Regions from separate parts of the Nomascus leucogenys genome. Here region 1 is linked to region 2. The links are chromatin contacts, called in public Hi-C maps. All regions are on one chromosome and are shown on one strand. The core of a region is the stretch at or near the end of the contact, and the rest is flanking DNA. Distances in the headings are between cores, read along the strand shown. Region 1 holds the start of MORN1 (MORN repeat-containing protein 1). Region 2 holds the start of LOC115833043.

What was found. A called contact is a pair of places that touch in the nucleus more often than the background predicts.
Region 1: a contact with region 2 is called in a Hi-C map of an unstated tissue, with 3 times the contacts expected there. The contact joins the promoter of MORN1 here to the promoter of LOC115833043 in region 2. A contact is called at or near these places in 3 of 4 Hi-C or Micro-C datasets (a lymphoblastoid cell line and an unstated tissue).

Annotation. Positions count from the first base shown.
Region 1 is chr24:3,407,277-3,410,044 of Asia_NLE_v1, forward strand. It overlaps MORN1 (MORN repeat-containing protein 1), which reads right to left and starts at 1,271. Exons shown (of 14, transcript XM_030805374.1): 1 at 977-1,271. The coding sequence starts at 1,052. It overlaps RER1 (protein RER1), which reads left to right and starts at 1,289. Exons shown (of 7, transcript XM_030805382.1): 1 at 1,289-1,478.
Region 2 is chr24:3,199,579-3,202,349 of Asia_NLE_v1, forward strand. It overlaps LOC115833043, which reads right to left and starts at 1,451. Exons shown (of 1, transcript XM_030805764.1): 1 at 1-1,451. The coding sequence starts at 589. The region is part of intron 16 of PRKCZ (protein kinase C zeta type); the gene reads left to right.

The sequences.
Region 1 (2,768 bases), core at 21-2,520, 210 kb after region 2:
CTTCATCTCTTCCTAGTTGCTGGATGTGCCACCCGCCAATTCCCGCAGTTCCTGGAATGGGCAGGGCTCCCTCCCCACCAGTTCCCCAGGCACATCTTGGGGGCAGAGTTTACGGGAAAATGTCGGGGAGGAGGGCAGGGGGTTACCACAGGCTACTGTTATCTGTCCCAAATCAGGGTCAGGTTCTACCTGAAGATACTAGTGTTAGTTCTGAGTTCATTCCAGACCCGTTTATTTGATTCTAAAAACAGTGCCTATCAAAACCTGATCTTTTTTTTTTTTTTTGAGACTGAGTCTTACTCTGTCGCCCAGGCTGGGGTGCAGTAGCGCGATCTCGGCTCACTGCAACCTCCACTTCCTGGGTTCAAGCGATTCTCCTGCCTCAGCCTCCCGAGTAGCCGGAACTACAGAAGGCACCACGCCCGGCCAATTTTTGTATTTTTTTAGTAGAGACGGGGTTTCGCCATGTTGGCCACACTGGTCTCGAACTCCTGACCTCAGGCGATCCACCCGCCTCGGCCTCCCAAAGTGCTGGGAGTACAGGCAAAAACTGCTTTTGAAACGCGTCCTAGCGTTTCTGGACCGCACCGGCCAGGAAGTCAGGAGGCTTGGTGCTGCTCCTGCGCCTGCCCTCGCCCCACGTCCTGGGCTTCGGGATCCCCATGGCAACCCCAGGTCCGGCTGGCTGTGAGGCTGCGCCGGAACCCGGTCTTCCCTGCTGGAGCCCGCGGGGGCGACCCCCTGCAGGGCTTGGCCTGCTGCGGGAGGAGGGCTCGGGGAAAGGTGCGAGCCGGGCCCGAGGAGGCGCACGGCGAGTCCTGTGGGAGTGGGGGATGTGAGGGCGGCCCTGGCTCCGCCGCGGCACCTGGACCTCTACTTTCAGAGGTGAGCATTTGGGGGTCGAAGGCGTAGAGCGATCGCACCCCGAACGGAACCCAGGGCTGCCGGCGACCTGCCCGGGGCCCGCAGTCGTTACCGTCCCGGGGCGGCCGCCTCGGTGGGTCCCGGCGCGGCCCGCGGGAGCTCGGGGTGCCCTCGCCAGCCGCCGCCATCTTGCCGCCGGGGGTTCCCTTAGCGACCAGCAACGCCCGCTTCCATTGGTCTTTGTCGCAAGGGGGGTGTGTGGCCACGGGCCTAGTCCCTGAGCCCGCGCAATCTCTGGAGCGAAGCTAGCCGGGCCCGGGGCCAGAGGACGCAGCTGCGCCTGTGCGCGTTTCCGCCGCTGTCGTCTCTTCCGCCGAGAGGCCCGCCCGCCAACGGCCTGCGCGTCTGCGCAGGAAGCGGAAATGGTTGGAGCCCTTGGCCCCGCCCTCGCGCCATCTTGGGGGCCCTGGAGGCGGTGCCGCGGAGGACGGAGCGGAAGTGCTCGCTGCAGCTTCCCGGAGCCGGAGCGCAGCGCCTGCGGCCGCCCCTGCCCCGCCGTCCTCCTTCCCGCGGCCGTCAGGGAGACCGCGGCTCGGCCGTAGCGGAGCTGCGAGGTGCCAGGAAGGGCTGCGTGGCGCGGGAACGGCCGGGCAGCGCCGCCTCCGCTCCTTCCGGGCTGTCAAGGCCGCGGGCGGGCGGGGCCGCGCTGAGGGCCGGGCGGGGAGGGCCGTCGGGGCCCGGGTGGCCGCGGGGACCGTGTTCCTGACCCGCGGCCCTGAGGGGTACGGGTCGCGCCTCGGGGCCGGGCCCGGGACGGGGTGTTGGGGGGTGCGGTGGAGAGGGGCCTGGAGGTGCCGGCCGAGCCCTGGGGCCTGCGAGGGTCGGGGGAGCGGGAGAGGGGCCGGGCGGGGGCTGCAGCCCTCGAGCCACCTGGGCCGCGTCTCGTCCGCTTCCCCTGCTGGGCATCTGGGGGAAGCGAGCAGTCGCCGCCCCCACAGCGCTGCGAGTTGGGCTGTATTCGAGAGTAATGTGCCCTCTCCCCATCCTGCGTCCAGGTCAGCGCTTATCTGTAGGATTTAGTGTTAAGCTCTGGGGTGAAGGCGTTACTGACGGGCTGAAGGGAAACTAGTTACATCGGTTTTGATCGTATTCTAAATAGGCAATAAAATCATAAATTCTCCAGGCTGACTTAGTACTGGTCTGTGGCCCCACTGATAAAGTTATCGTTCGTTTCTCTGCCAGGTGTCTTACAGCACAGAGGGCTGCTTTCAGCCTAAGTACCTTCAGTGGGCTTTCGCCCTTTTCCCTTTATGAAGAGTAGAGACTGGCCGCTAGTCTTGGAAGCACTTTATTTTTAGTTGAGTTGACATTTCCCAGGAAGATGCAGTTATCCCCGTAAGTGGATAAAGGGTTCTTAGTAATTCAGACTCTCACATGGCTTCTGCCGTATGCCTGAGGTGACGGCGACGGCGGTTACAGTGTGTCAGAGCCAGGTGGAGATGTAAGATGGTCAGGCCCAGAGGAGGGAGGAGCCCAGGCTGGAATGTGGTCTTGGGAAGAAGGAAGAGACGGGGTCTGGGAGGGCATTTCAGAGGACTGAACAACACCAGAGGCGTGAAGCTTGGTGCACGGCAGCCGGGGGCTTTCTTAGTCCCGGAGGAATTGGGGATGGGGACGTGAAGAGAAAGGTGGGAGCCAGACTGTCAGTGCTCCCGAACGCCAGGCCGAGGACTTCATCCCAGACTTCAGTGCTCCCGAACGCCAGGCCGAGGACTTCATCCTTTCCACGCGCATAGTGATGGACCACAGATGTGGATGAAAGTGACGGGCCCTGGAACAAGGCACATAGGGAGTCTTACACTTTCTGGCAAGTCCTCGTGGTCTCTGCTTGGACTGGTTTTATC
Region 2 (2,771 bases), core at 201-2,700:
ATCTTGTGTCCCCACAACCCTGCTGTGCGCATACCACAGGTGGGCCGTTCTGCCTAAGGGGACAGCCCTGGCCCCTCCTCAGGCTCCTCCCCAGCACTGTCTCCTCCACCCAGTGGACTGGCCGTGGATGCTGCCTGTGGCCCAGCTTTGAGACGGCCACAGCCCTGACGTGTCCAGCCTTACGTGGAAGGATTTGTCTGTTTTGTGGCGTCCTAGTAGATGCCACATTAGTAGATGCTACGTTAGTAGATGCCATGTTAGTAGAATGGATGTGGGCATTTCTTTGTAAGTTCCCAAAAGCCTGTGAGGGTTTTTTCCATGATTCCGTTCCCAGTTTGGCTTTTGTTGTTGTTGTGGCTGTTCTTGACCACCCTGGGCCCCGCAGTGGAGAATGGGGGGTGAGCCCAGGAGCCTCGAGCAAAGGCCCAGCCCCTCCTGCCGTGCATTTTCCTGCCAAGCAGCACCTGAGATTCCGAAGCTGATGCCTATACAGGCAGAAACCCGTCAATTCCAGCTTGCACGACTGGAGGGTCCTGAGAATGGGAGTCCCTGTGGTGCCATCATGGGCAGGGTGCATCTGTTTGGGCATGCTGCCCCCCAGCCGGCGGGGCACTGGGGACAGGCACGGCCACACTGGGGGCGTTTCTGGTCTTGGGAGCCTTCTTGGCTCTTCTGGAGGGAAGGCGGCTGCTGGGTGCCCTGTGATACGCCTGTGAGCTGTGCTGTTCGGCTTGGTCTGCAGGGGCTGGGGGCCTCGGAGGGTGGCTGGGGGGCCGCATTTCTTTTCACCAGCTGCACCCACCCGGCCCTATCCTGGCTGGCACTGAAGGGAGCAGGGCAATGTGACATCCTCCCCTCAAGCCTGGTGAATGGTGGCTCCACGAGGCTGGGGTCAGTGGGTGCCTGTTGTGACAGCTGGATCTCAGTCTTGGCACAGGAGCACACACCTAAGGGGTGGGCCAGTGAATGAGTGTGTGAGGGTGGGCTAGAGAACAAGCAAGGGAATGAGAAAGGGAAAGTGGGTTAGAGAGTGAGCCAGTGAATGAGTGAGCAGGAGTGGGTTAGAGAGCGAGGGAGTGAGTGAATGAGTGGGCTACAGAGGGCCGGGCGTGGTGGCTCATGCCTGTAATCCCAGCACTTTGGGAGGCCAAGGCGGGCGGATCACGAGGTCAGGAGATCGAGACCATCCTGGCTAACACGGTGAAACCCCGTCTCTACTAAAAATAAAAAAACAATGAGCCAGGCGTCGTGGTGGATGCCTGTAGTCCCAGCTACTCGGAAGGCTGAGGTGGGAGAATGGTGTGAACCTGGGAGGTGGAGCTTGCAGTGAGCTGAGATCGCGCCACTGCACTTCAGCCTGGGAGACAGAGCCAGTCTCTGTCTCAAAACAAAAAACAAAATTAGCTGGGCAGGGTGGTGTGTGCCTGTAGTCCCAGCTACTCAGGAGACTGAGGCAGGAGAATAGCTTGAACCAGGGAGTCAGAGGTTGCAGTGAGCCGAGATCGCGCCACTGCACTCCAGCCTGGGCAACAGAGCGAGACTCCGTCTCAAAAAAAAAGTGGGCTAGAGAGTGAGTGAGTGAATGAGTGAATGGGAGTGGGTTAGCGAGGGAGAGAGGGTGAATGGGAGTTGGATAGAGAGGGAGCGAGAGGGTGAATGGGAGTGGGTTAGAGTGAGGGAGCGAGAGGGTGAATGGGAGTGGGTTAGAGAGTGAGGGAGTGAGAAGGTAAATGGAGTGGGACAGAGATTGAGGGAGTGAGAGGGCGAATGGGAGTGGGATAGAGAGTGACGGAGTGATGGCCGGGCGCGGTGGCTCACGCTTGTAATCCCAGCACTTTGGGAGGCCGAGGTGGGCGGATCATGAGGTCAGGAGATCGAGACCACGGTGAAACCCCGTCTCTACTAAAAATACAAAAAAATTAGCCGGGCGTGGTGGTGGGCGCATGTAGTCCCAGCTACTCAAAGAGAGGCTGAGGCAGGAGAATGGCGTGAACCCAGGAGGCGGAGCTTGCAGTGAGCCGAGATTGCGCCACTGCACTCCAGCCTGGGCGACAGAGTGAGACTCCGTCTCAAAAATAAAAAAAAAAAGAGAGTGAGGGAATGAGAGGGTGAATGGAGTGGGATAGAGAGTGAGGGAGTGAGAGGGTGAATGGGAGTGGGAGTGGGATAGAGAGTGAGGGAGGGAGAGGGCGAATGGGAGTGGGATAGAGGGAGTGAGGGTAAATGGAGTGGGATAGAGAGTGAGGGGGTGAGAGGGTGAATGGGAGTGGGATAGAGAGTGAGGGAGCGAGAGGGCGAAATGGGAGTGGGATAGAGAGGGAGTGAGAGGGCAAATGGAGTGGGATAGAGTGAGGGAGTGAGAGGGTGAATGGGAGTGGGATAGAGAGTGAGGGAGAGAGAGGGCGAATGGGAGTGGGATAGAGAGGGAGTGAGAGGGCGAATTGGGAGTGGGATAGAGAGGGAGTGAGAGGGTAAATGGAGTGGGATAGAGAGTGAGGGAGTGAGAGGGGGAATGGGAGTGGGATAGAGGGAGTGTGAGGGTGAATGGGAGTGGGATAGAGTGAGGGAGTGAGAGGGGAAATGGGAGTGGGATAGAGAGGGAGTGAGAGGGTAAATGGAGTGGGATAGAGAGAGGGAGTGAGGGGGAATGGGAGTGGGATAGAGTGAGGGAGTGAGGGTAAATGGAGTGGGATAGAGAGTGAGGGAGTGGGATAGAGGGAGTGAGGGTGAATGGAGTGGGATAAAGAGTGAGGGAGTGAGAGGGCGAATGG